Regions from separate parts of the Mus musculus genome. Here region 1 is linked to region 2. A link is a contact called in public Micro-C data. All regions are on one chromosome and are shown on one strand. Each heading gives the region's core, a stretch centred on a gene start, on an enhancer-like site or on the middle of the called end of the contact. The rest is flanking DNA. Distances are from core to core; before and after follow the strand shown. Region 1 overlaps Egfr (epidermal growth factor receptor). Region 2 has its middle 81 kb from the start of Sec61g.

Region 1 (6,475 bases), core at 651-3,150, 220 kb after region 2:
CTTTTTTCAAGGGTCAAAACAAGCTTGCAATATCAAATGTTGCCAAGCATGGAGGCAACAGACGTCATTACTGTGCTGGTCTAATTACAACTGTGTTGTTGTTGTTGTTGCGTCAGCCACGCCAAGAGGAGACACCAGCAAAGTATCTCTAGCCCTTTGCAGATGATAAGTATGGTTTTGATTTCATTGCTAAAATCTAGCTTGTTTGGAGATAGGGTTTGAGATTATGGATCTGGAGAACGCCTCGTGTCTGTGATTTCAAAAGAATAACCAGATAAAAGCATTAAGTTCCAATGTCTGGGAATTCATCTCTAAAGAGTTCACTTGATTGGTTAATTCTGTGCATCCTGTCCTAACCCGTGCAATGTTCCAACTGTACCTTTCTATTTTAAATAAAAGACTGCAGCCTTGGTGCTGAGGTGTCAGTAGGAAAATACTTGAGACTATAAGTTTGACCTACAGACCCTAAAAGCAAAGAAGGGTCTAAACTAAAAGGATATTCTAACATTCATTTAGCTAATTTTTCTGTGTCTTGGCCCTCAACCAGTAGCTAAAACACAGATGAGCTAAATGGTCCAGTGATATCTATAAATACGCTCTCGAAAGCTGGCATTAGGCATTTCAATATGCTTTTCCCAGGATGAGCGTTCTTGGATTTTTTTTTTTTTTGCACTGTCTTTTGTTTAATTCTTTTTCCTATGTTTGAAATTCTAAAGTCTTTGTATTGGTCTGTATGCTTTTCAAAAATGAAGATTGTTTTCTACTGGAGTTGTATTGGTCTACTTAATTCCACTGCATTCTGAGTTATTAGCCTGAGCAATATCCTGCCTTGACGGCAAAACACCATTATTCACATAGAAGACCACAAGTAAGTTCAAATCTTAGGTCAGTTTCTCTTTTGCAAGTTTGAGTCCTCATTCATGGGAACCAAAGGGGAAAATTTTCTCCTTCCTGTGTTGTACATCTGTTGAACTTTTCCTGGACTTCTGTGATGTAAAAGTTCTTATTTAGAAATAGTCATTTCTAAGTATATCTGTGGCCTATAAACAATAACAACAACAATAATAAGACCAAGTAACTTTTAAATGCTGTGTTTTTCCCAATTTTGATTTTTTAAAAATAATTAATTAATTTTATCTATATAAGTACACTGTAGCTGTCTCAGACACAGACCAAAAGAAGGCATTGAATCCCATTATAGATAGTTGTCATCCACCGTGTGGTTGATGGGAATTGAACTCAGGACCTCTGGAAGCGTAGTCCTTGCTCTTAACCACTCAGCCATCTCTCTAGTCCCTCAGTTTAAACTTTAATAGAAACTCTGAGCTGGAAGCTAGTGCTGTCTTCTTGGTTTAGGGAGTAGGAGAAATGAGTGCAATTCTCTGTACATCTTCCCTAAGGTGGTGCTGTACTTGTCCATCCTGTGGGTGGGAACGGGGATGGGGTTAAGATTGGTCCTTTGTCTCCCCCATCTTGTCTTGAAGGCTGTGGTAGCTCTGGGAGTTGTCGAGGCCTTGGAGGTGCAGAAGTGCCAATGGACATGAAGCAGATGGCTTTATAAAATATCAGTTCTATTAAAAATGATGGCAAAACCATGTGTGAGACAGGAAGTATATCTACCAAAAACCCGCAGTGCAACTCATGTTAGACATAAAAAAATAAAACCTATTCTACAGAACCAAGATCGGCTCCGTGAGGTCCACTTTTCCCTATTATGAAGAATATGTTTATCCTGAAGGAGTGACATCTGGTGATAACATTCCTTCATTTGGAAATGAATCCGTGGAAAGAAGTTTCCACTGACTTACAGGGAGAAAAATGAATTGGCTTAACCCAGCATCCAGCTCTTTATCCTCAGGAGAGAGCCCAGTCAGTCATAAGAGGCAGCTGCCTTGCGCAGATGCCAAGCTCCTGCGGCTTGCTTTGTCAGCCCTTCCTGAGCAGTGGGTTGCAGGCAACTGCCTATGTAGGTGTATCCGCAGATGTGGAGGAGTCATTTGGGAGACGAGCACATCCCATGAGGATGTGCAGTCACCAGAAAGCGCGCACAGCCCACTTATCTGGACAGTGAGCACACTACTTTTGGGAGAATGCTTACCCAGTAGACTAAGGGTTACAGACCAGGAAGCCATAAGTACATGTAGGGCCTGACCGTGTACCCAGAGTGTGTACTGCGAATAGGGGCAGTGCTAGTTTTTCTTTTATCGTTCTAATATGATGGCCACATCCAGACTTTCAGGCTTCACACGCATGTGCTCATCTTGGATCAGTTTGAAGAAAATGAAGGTGAAAAGAAATATAGAGTGCTTTCGGTGTGTTCCCGTCCATCTTCATTGCTGTAGAATCACGGGTTTTTAACTGAGGTTCATTTCACAGGATCTGGCCAGATCCTACTCTTTGGCAAGTGGAGCAATTATTTTTGGAAAATGAGAAAAGCACAGAAGAATCTAGCAGAAGCATCTTCGGACATCTTAAACCATGATTCATATCAATGGGAATTCTGCTTTGAAAGACTGAAATGAAGTGCCCAAAGTAACTCTGGGAGTTTTGAGGGAGAGCCCACGAGCCCTGTCTTAGTGCCCATGAGATTGTGATGGGTGAAAATACCAGCTTGTTGTTCATGTCCTTTCGCAACTTTCTTCCAGGTGGAAGACGGTCTTTGACACATGAATTGAGTCACCTGAATGAATGACATGAGCTCCTTAGGCATCTCTGGGCTTTTGGGTGTGTAGACGTGCCAGGAATGTCTTATGTTCTTGGTAACTGAGGACTGTCACCTTCTGGCGGGAAAGATGGTGTGGTCATGGCCACGGTGCCTCTCCTCCCCTGAACATCTGGCTCTGTGCCTTCCATCATGCTTATCAGCTGAGGAGAAACAAGCTTCAGGGATTTAGTTGACTAGATTCTGCTGAAAAGAAAGAAGAAAAACTTAGAAATGAAATGTGTGCTGAGTTAAAGTTTATGACTCAGTAAATAGTATAAAATGGCAGGTTTATCTCTGGGTTCTTTATCTGTGTTCTCCTTCTAATGAGACAGTGTAAGGGAAGAAGGGAGGGAGGGATAGAGGAGTAAGAGACAGAGAGAAGGGGTGGGAGAGAGGGGGATGGGGGAGGCTTATCTTTGAAGGCAGAGCACACATGGACGCTGAGCAGCTAAAGAAGCTTGTGCCTCTGAGTTCTTTCATTTCTGTGTCCAAGGCTAGGATCCTTAACATGACCTCAAAATAAACAAGTTTTGAAGATTATTTTTACTAATTCATTGAAAATTTCATACATTTATACTGTGCACCTTGATTCTATAATCCACTATTACTTCCCTCTGTTTATCTCCTGTTGCACAAGCTTCAGGCCCCACAAAATATGACAGGCCCTTTGCCCCACTGTTACCTCTCCTCCTATGTGGCTAGAGTTGCCAGTTCCAGTCATCTGCCCTTTCTCAAGTGCAAACCACCTTTCCCCTAAAGCAGAATGATGCTAGGTGGTTCTGAAGACTAAAGGGGAGAGGCTACATAACTAATGTCCAGCGATGGTACCAGTCATTGAGGTTCTGTCTTACATATGGCCACACTGAAGAGGATTCCTCACACGGAAGCAGTTTGGCTCATCCTTCAACAAGAAACTGTTACACGCATATCTCCTAGCACAGGACAGCTGTGTGAGTGAGCCTCCATTTCCTAATTTGTACAATGGAAGAACTAGCACCCATCTCAAAGGGTCACATGTAAACATAGGGACACATATACAGACATAGCTACACATGCACACACAGAGAGAGAGAGAGAAAGAGAGAGAGAGAGAGAGAGAGAGAGAGAGCATGCACTAGAGAAAAGCAGATCTTTATTTCTCCCTGTTCTTCAACAATAGAGCAAAGCAAGCTAATTTGAGACTCAGTAAGTACCACAGGATTTCAGATCTCCTCACTCTCAGCCCCCGTCCCTCTCATTCTGAGCTTATGTGAAATGTTCTCACTGTCACCGTCATACCTGTCTTGTTACTTTTGGGCTACTCTGTAATGACGGGCCTTCCTGTGACGCAGGCCAGACTGTATCAGTGTGTTCATAGCTAATACCCAGCAGCAGTGAACTGGAACTTCACACGTATGGTGGGAATATCACATGGTCTGTCTATGGAACCTCTGTTCATTTCTTCTGCTTCTTCATGAAAGAAACAGCATTGGGCCGCCCACTTAAACGGAATGTTCTATTCTAGGCTGTTTAACTTCAGGGAAGCTGTGAAACACTAGGGAAAACAAAAGGACCACACTTGGGAAGGGGAAATGTATTGGCTCACCCAGAACAGAAACCTCTCCGCTGCTTTCTCTCGTAACTGTGTCTGTCCTCTGTGGCCTCTACTCTCCAGGTTGTTTGTGAGGATTCTTGCTGTCTGAGACAGGCAAAGCTCTAGGGTGGTGAGTTTTTTTCACAACCCCTTCCTGAAGTTCTGGAGGTTTTGCCTTCATTGGATAGTGACCAACACACCGTGCTCCAAACCAGTGTAATTCTGAGAAAGAAATGAAATGAACATGGTGTAATTATTTTTCCTCCATTCTTCGGAAAACCTCCATTTGCTGTTTTACTGTCTTTCTTTTGCTTGCGAGGATGCTCAAGCCAGGGAAATTGTGCCTTACTCCAGCCCACATAACTGGGCTCTGTCCTCACTTCCTGCTTTCTTCATTCCTGCTTCTCCCTTTCCATCTGCCTCCCTTCCCCCTCCACCTCTCTATTTTAAATTGACACAATAACTGTACAGATTTATAGACTGCAATGTATTGTACATTGTCTAATGATCAAACTGGGTAATTATTGCATGCAGCGCCACAAACATATGCCACTTCTTCCTACTGAAATACATAAAGTCTTCCCTTGTAGCTGTTTTATATAAGACACTGTGCTATAAATATAAACTTTGATGAAGACATGCAACTCTATCCATCTCTGCCTAGTCTCCTTCCCTCTTCCATTTCCCTCTCCCACACCCAGCTCTAGTCAGCCCACTCTCCATGAGATCCACTTTCCTAACTTTATTTCAAAGAACATGTCATTCAATGACATAAATATAAAATAATTAAACTATCACTAATCACTAAGAACAAAGCAAGCCCAGGCAAACCCACCCATCAACCCTGTGGCGATTTCATGAATCAAAGTTTGCACTTGTTAAAAAGAATCAGAGAGGAGTTGAGATAGTAGGTGAATTATGAAGCCATGTGAGTGTTATCTGTGCACCAGTTTACTAAACAGTTTGAACTTTCACTCCCCCAAATCTTCAGATTCCCTCAGTGACAGATTAAGCAGAAGTCCCAGGCAGCCTGATTGTGGACAAAAGAGCATCCAGGAGGAGACAGAAGAGCAGAGCCTGTGCTCCTGGGTCTTAATAAACGCTGGTTCTTTCTATCTGTTCTACTCTCCATTCACATGACTCAATGAGAAAGGGAAAATCCACTTCTACCATACTTGAACGTCCTCTCTCCCATCTGCTGTCATACTCGCAGATGCAGTGTTCTCTGCACAGCCTTCTAGTGTTCCCTGGCATTAGGCAGATCGTGACCCCATTCCCACAATACCACTGAGCTTCATTTTCCCCTTGTCGCATTAGATTACACAGCGATTTCTGATTGCACAACAGATGCCAGTATTGGGGCAAGCAGTCACATCTGACTTGTTTTGTTTCTAGCCACATCATGGGCAATGTTGTTAGTGGTACATTCCTTTACGAACTAGAAGTTACAGTTGGCCTCTGAAAGTTAAAAGTCAGAATGATTGTGAGCCATGACAGTGAGTGCTCTGTGAGATGGTAAAACAATATCTTGGCATGGCTGAGTAGTGTACCCAGTTCCTAGTGCCAGCAAGAACCCCGAGAATGGGAGGAAAGAGCTCTAGGTGCTTCATTGGTTTTAGATCTGTAGTCAAGACAGTGGGGATTGCTGCCACCTGCAACCTTGTCAAAGTACTAACTATGAACAGTGGTTCCATTCCTCTGTGCCTTTCCTCTAAGTGCAGTCTCTTCTCACCAGGCTGTAAGCTGCACACAAGCCCTCAAAAGATGGAGAGGCAGCATCCCCTGCCTTGTGTGCCCCCTCTCAGGGTCTGTTTCCCACAAAAAGTGTGATATGAACTTCACAGTGTCCCTTTGTACCCCTCCCAGACTTCTCTGACCAGATGTGGAGTTCGGAAACAAGCAAAAACTCCATTCCCATTAGTGCTATCAATGAAAACTCAGACAAACCAATGTATTCAATTAAGATCTCAGAAACAGAATAGATGTGTTAACGTGCATCTGTGCTTACTAACAGGCTATCTGACATTTTACATTTGCCTGTTCTTTCTGTCTCTCTCTCTCTCTTTTTTTTGATACAAAAATCCTTTAAACTTTTAAAATCACATTCTATTTATTTCTATAGCACGTGTGTTTGTGCATGTCTAGTGAGTGACACATACCATGGTGCCCATGAAGAGGTCAGAAGACTGTCAAGAAAT
Region 2 (6,411 bases), core at 3,777-6,276:
TTGAACAATTTAAATCAATTATTTGTTAAAGATTCAGGTAATTATAAAAGTGTACATAGATAGATAGGTAGATAGGTAGATAGGTAGATAGATCGATAGATAGATAGAGAGATAGAGATAGAGATCACTTCACCATAGGCTTTATGAGGCATCCAAAGCAGGAATAACAAGCATTTTACCTAAACAGTTACATTTCTTTAAAATTGAGAAGATTAATTGTTGTCTCAAATATGTAAAAGAGAAATTATGCTGTAACGAGATGCATTAAGATACACACAAACCTTGAGATGACTTTTTATAATTTTTAAAAATTATTTATTTATTTTATGCATAGGAGTACACTGTAGCTGTCTTCAGACACACCAGGAGAGGGCATCAGATCCCATTACAGATTGTAGTGAGCCACCAAGTGGTTACTGGTAATTGAACTCAGGACCTCTGGAAGAGCAGTCAGTGCTCTTAACCACTGAGCCATCTCTCTAGCACAACTATAAGCCAGGAGGCAGATTTTTTTTAAATAGTGATATTTTATTCAAATATCATACAGTCTTGGCTCAGAAATGAGCCTTGAAAAACTTGTTTTGTTTGTAAGATATAGTAGTAGTCAAAAATATTCTTCAGGTCCTTAAAATATTTATCTACATGATCACACATAGATGAGTCACCCAGAAGTACAAGGATAAGTCATATTCTTACTCCTTCCAATAAAGGGCTTATCATCTCAGAGGAGTGCATTTACCATGTAGGAAAAGTTTGCACCCTGAACCAGGGATAATTGTCTCTTAATTTGTAACCCTGAGCAACAGGGATCTTCAGGTGAACCAGAGCTGAGACAAGAATCAGGGAGATAACGCCAGAACAGGATAAATATGCCTATCTAATCCTTTAGGAATTCTTATAAAAATTTAAATTTAAGAACTCACATGAAGTCTTCCAAAGTAAGATCTAGAATCATCAGCCATCTGTATTTGTTTCAATTGACTAAATACTGTTTGTCATTACTTTGTCCCTATGATAGGCATACTGAGCACTTAGCCAATTTTTCTTAGTCTGATGGAGTTAGATTTAGGACTTTTCCCATTAAAATTCTACTTTTACTATGAACCAAGAGGAAGTGGACTTATTGAACAGCTTTAGTTTATTTGACCACTTACAAGCCAATTCGGCACTGAATGAATGATATGAAAAATATAGCACATGTGAACAGTGCATACATGTAGTAAGACAGAGGTATGTATACATATACAATCATACAGTAAGAAAGATAAGACAGATTTTTTTAAAACAAGAGTTTCAACTGTGGATGATTGTTGGAATTATGTATTTTATAATTCCCATTTTTATTTATTTATTTATTTGTTTGTTTGTTTGTATTTATTTATTTATTTGAGACAGGGTTTCTCTGTATAGCCCTGGCTGTCCTGGAACTCACTTTGTAGACCAGGCTGGCCTCGAACTCAGAAATCTGCCTGCCTCTGCTTCCCGAGTGCTGGGATTAAAGGCGTGCACCACCATGCCAGGCCTTAATTCCCAATTTTAAAAAAGAAAGTTACCACAAAGATCTTTGGCAAACACAAAGCACACATATTCATTAATATATATGTAGTTAGGTCAACCTTAATTAAAACCTTAAATTTTAGCAGTTTTATATTAAAAATATTTTGAATAATAATTTATTTGACTTGTATGTTACCCATGTATATTATACAAAAGAATACACATATACACTTATACACACATATATATGTATATGTATTTTGGAAGGAGCATTTACCATGTATCTATATAACATGCATTTTATGGCTTAAGGTTCTCTTGTGACTCCAGTAAATGTTGTTTTACACATAGCATTAAACACATAGTGTTTTAAGGTTTTATGAAATAGACCAAAATCTTTCACTTTAATATGTTTTAAAAAGTTATGAGTATCCAATTTTATTAGGGCACTTTTTTTTCCTTTTTTTTTTCTAGACAGGGTTTCCTCTGTGTCCCTGGTTGTCCTGAAACTTACTCTGTAGACCAGGCTGGCCTCAAATTCAGAAATCTGCCTGCCTCTACCTCCCAAGTGCTGGAACTAAAGGGTGTATCACCATTGCCCAGTAGGGCACATGTTTTTATTAGGCCTTTATTATATTACCAAAATTTATAAATATGCACATGTCCATTTTAATTAGGTGTGCTAAAATATAGAATATAAGCATATTTATATATAAATATATAAAATAATATATGTTGGTTTTTTGAGACAGGATTTCTCTGTATGGCCCTGGCTGTCCTAGAACTCACTGTTGACCAGGCTGGCCTTAAACTCATAGAGATCTACCTGTCTCTGCCTCTCAAGTACTAAGAATAAAGACATGTACCACCATACCTGGCAGACAATAATAATTTTAACACATCATAAAAAAAAACAAACTTAAGTGGTTCCAATTTGTAACTTATTTCTGATTTTTCAAAACACAGACATATAAACACAATCGTCATATTTACATTCACCCAGGAATGTAGCTCCTAATGTGTAAGTTCCAGCCAGGGCAAAGCACAGGAAACAGGAAAACCCAGGGAACTTGTCTCCCTCAACATTGCTAATCAGAGTGTAACAGCCAGCAATGGGAGTGAGCTAGATAAAATTCCAGGCAAGAATTATCAATAAGTTCATAGAACTGAAAGAGGGCACAAACTACTGGGAAGTTCTGGAGAGCACACACAGCTTCATGGAAATGGTCAGGAAAGGACAGAATGATCTAAATTTTAAGTCAGCAGAGATGGGAAAACAAAACTGAAGTGCTAGAAATGAAAAATCCTATGAGTTAAATAAAAAGCTCTTTGGAAAAGCCTCACCAGCAGAATTGGATCCCTGAGAGGACAAAATGTCCTTGGCGGGGCTTGAAGACAAGAGAGGAACTGAAACCCTCATTCAAGGACAAGGATAAATTTTAAAAACAAAAATGCAAAACGATGGTGGGTGATTTTAAGACTCCCTTCTCATCCATTGACAGGTCATCACAGCAAAAAATAAACAATAAAAAAATAGGAGTTAAATGCCGTCATGGATCACATGTAACTACTACCTACATCCTGTCTGATAACAATTACATAAAGGCAGCAATCCATCCCAAGAGAAACTGCAGAAGTACACAAACTAGTGGGGATTAGACAGCATGGTGTTGGAGGCTAAGCGGGTCACCAAAGAAATCAAGATGGAAATGATTTGCACAATTTTATCTGAGAATTGAAAACTAATACATAATTACTTACAAGACAATTTAGTAAACCAAAATCATGATATGTATACGAACTAATATTCAGCTTTAAAATGAAGGAAGCTCTGACAAAATATGGGTGAACCTTGAGGACAGGTGATACATAAACAGTCACAGAAAATCAATTTATGTATGTCACATGGGTGACAACTGCAATCAAATTCATCAGGTCAGAAAACAGAGTGATAGGCTACAGCAGCTAGAATAATGGGGGTGGGGGTGGGGGTGGGGGTGGGGGGCTGGAGTGGTTGTTTTTATGGAATAAACATTAGTTAAAGAAAATGAAGTTCTAAAAATTAATGTTGGTGAATTCCCTACTGGTGAATCCATTCAACACCAGTGAATTTAAATTCTTATGAGGTATATTATTTTGTACTTCACAATTTAAAAAATGTAGAAAATGATGAACCTGTTAAAAAGTCTCTAAGCCCCCTTATCTTGATTGTTGCCCCTCTGACTTAGGGGACTAAAATTCACAGGTAATTCAGATACTTCGATACAGTGGGAATACTGAGGTCTCCGGAAGGAAGCTAAGCATGAAGCAGCTGCTGTTGTTGTGTGAGTTTGCACAGATTGTAGTTTGAGGGAAGTTGGTTTAATGGCTTCAATACAGTTGACTGCTGGGAAGAAAATAAAAAATGGAACCACTTAAGCAGTAAACAAAATTGTAAGAAACATAAGTAAAGGGGCTTTTGTAGATGCTACTTATCTAAATAAAAGACATTTTCACCTCCATCAAATAAATTAAATAAGTTTCAAATTTAAAAAAATTACAGTACATAAGGGAAAAACAGATTAGTAGAGATCTCTTTGTTTCGGTTGGCATTCTTTCAAGGATCCGCCCAACAGTTACCTAGCAACAGCCAGGTTGGCCTGGCTTACTGTAAAAGGGATTGTTTGACCTCTCCCTATCTCTCTGACTCTCTTCTCCCTTTGACTGACCCCTTTCTCCCTCTCTCCCCATTTCCGGTCTCCCCTTTTCTCGATGCTCTCTGGCCTGCCTCTTTTCTTTCTCTCCCTCTATTCCCTTCTCAACTCCCCTTCCCATGTCCCCAAATAATCTCTATGCTACCTTGGGAGGGGGCCTCGTCGTTGGCTTGCTTAGGTACGCCCTCCTACTGCATCGTAAGGTGCTCTAGAAAACATATCCCCGTTTCTATAAAACACATAAGTTTCTCTAAAACAAACCTTAAAAGATTACAGTGCATGGAAATAAGACAAACATAATTATAATAAAGTGAGTAAAAATCAAGGAAGAAGATGAAGCGGTGTTGTTTTTACAAATACAACTCCACATATGTGAAAGAAACAGAATAGAAAAATACTCTCAAAATTATCCTTAGAGATTGAGATTTTTCAAAGCTTCCGACACTTTTATCCACACTTAATGTGTGAGATTTTAGCAATACTATTACTTAACACTTACAATTAGAAAAGCTTTAATGCTATATTTAGCAACATAGGAAACGTTTCCCACTTCCAGCAGATTTTTCTGTTTGTTTGTTTGTGGGAAGCAGGCTGAAGGAAGATGATTATAACCAGCTGCCCCTTCAATGGATCAGGACTCAAACTTCTTTGCCTGGGGTTAGCACCGGTCTTAGATGTATCCCGAGAGTAGAACATGGCTGCTTCTTGTGGGTGAGGAAGGCCCTTTTGCTGCTGTGAGATTTATAAATAGGGTCACCCAGGCGTGTAGTGACGCTGAGTGACTTGGCCATAGTAACCAAGTGAGTCAGCAGGAGGCCAGGCTCCGGTCAGAATGCACTCATCCGGAGCAGCTCTGGGAGCAGCAACAGCTGCCATGGAGAGCTGGAGGAAGACCTTTTGTAGAGCCCTGTGAGGAATGCAAGGCACGTGGTGTGTTTGAGTAACCAGGCTTGCCAGATTGCCTTTCAAGTGCAGAGCCCAGGGGGATGCAGCCAAAGGAGAGCAGAGGGTTACTGACGTGTTTTCAGGGGGTTTTCTTAGCCTGAGTGAGTAAGGCATGCCCTTCTCTCTTCCAAACAGGGAGGCTGCAGGTTGGTGGTCAGACCACCTGGCCCTGCTGCTACTCAACTTTCATTAAACCTTCTGTAGCCCATTTTGGAGTCTTTTCTTTGCAGGTTTATCAATCTCCATGTAGTCAGCAAGGGCAACCGCAATGCTTTTCTCCTGGCCCCTGGCATGGCCAGGTTGGCTGGGCCCTGAAGGTGCTTTTTTGCCCTAGTAGCTGAGATCTACATTTGTCCCTCATCTGTATTCTGAATTCATGGAGATTTCTGTGCGGAGAGTGCTGGACAAGTTGAAACTGGGCAGGTATTTCTCAGGAATGTTTTTAGAATTCCATTTGAATGCCTTTTCTCTAGTGTCATTTACTGTAGCTGAAGCAGCCAAATTACTGGGATACTCACTGACCAAGACAGGCTGACTGCTGGTCAGCTATCAACCTGGCTCTACAGAAGCGAAAGGATCCGTGGGATCTGCTAGTGTGTGTGTGTGTGTGTATGTATGTGTGTGTGTGTGTGTGTGAGAGAGAGAGAGAGAGAGAGAGAGAGAGAGAGAGAGAGAGAAAGAGAGAGAGAGAGAGCGCACGAGTGAGAGACAGAGACAGAGAGAGACAGAGACAGAGACAGAAGCTTCAGAATATTTCAAAGCTCCCTGGGATGTGAACATTCAGAAGTTGAGAAGCTGGTGTGGAGCATAACAGGCCACCCTTGCCAAGATGGCTTCTGATACTGTTGTGTTTTATAAAAAGAAAGAGGATACGTTTGATAAAGCCAGGTATGGTGAGGTGGGAGGGGTGCCTTGGCGGGTCATGACAGGTATAGTGTAGACAGAGTTTATTTAGGGCATGGGAAGCGGGGGGGGGGGGGGGTTAGAAGGAAGTAGAGGCAGAGAAAAACACACAGAGGGGGAGAAGGGAGGTGGGGAGAGCGGGGGTAGGGGGGGAAGGCTGTCCAGGAACAGGTGGAGAGGGGTGCGGAGGAATGGGAGGGAGGGAGAAAGGGGTCAGGGAGAGAAGAGAGTCAGAGAAAATTAGAGAGTAAGAGGAGGGAGCAAACAACCCCTTTTATAGTGAGCCAGGCCTACCTGGCTGTTGCCAGGTAACTGTTGGGCGGAGCCTAGAAGGAATGCTAACAGATAACTGTACTTATCCTGAATCTTGCTG

What was found. Hi-C and Micro-C count contacts between places; a contact is called where the count stands out from the background.
Region 1: a contact with region 2 is called in a Micro-C map of muscle stem cells, with 5 times the contacts expected there. The contact joins two enhancer-like sites. A contact is called at or near these places in 4 of 484 Hi-C or Micro-C datasets (liver, muscle stem cells and myocytes) and 5 of 115 datasets of contacts at active chromatin or transcription factors (astrocytes, embryonic stem cells, fibro-adipogenic progenitors and 2 more).

The regions. Positions count from the first base shown.
Region 1 is chr11:16,814,736-16,821,210 of GRCm38.p6, forward strand. All of the region lies in intron 1 of Egfr (epidermal growth factor receptor), which reads left to right. It overlaps Egfros (a long non-coding RNA gene), which reads right to left. Exons shown (of 3, transcript XR_003949851.1): 2 at 4,290-4,499; 3 at 1-2,908. Among named protein-coding and RNA genes, the nearest start is that of Egfros, 13 kb to the right of the region's middle. Within about 2 kb of position 1,901, at least 34 of the 459 cell types and tissues checked have an H3K27ac peak or open chromatin away from gene starts, as enhancers often do. A contact at or near this core is called in fibro-adipogenic progenitors, muscle stem cells and myocytes, where this site is marked.
Region 2 is chr11:16,586,610-16,593,020 of GRCm38.p6, forward strand. No RefSeq gene overlaps it. Among named protein-coding and RNA genes, the nearest start is that of Sec61g, 81 kb to the left of the region's middle. Within about 2 kb of position 5,027, at least 232 of the 459 cell types and tissues checked have an H3K27ac peak or open chromatin away from gene starts, as enhancers often do. A contact at or near this core is called in fibro-adipogenic progenitors, muscle stem cells and myocytes, where this site is marked.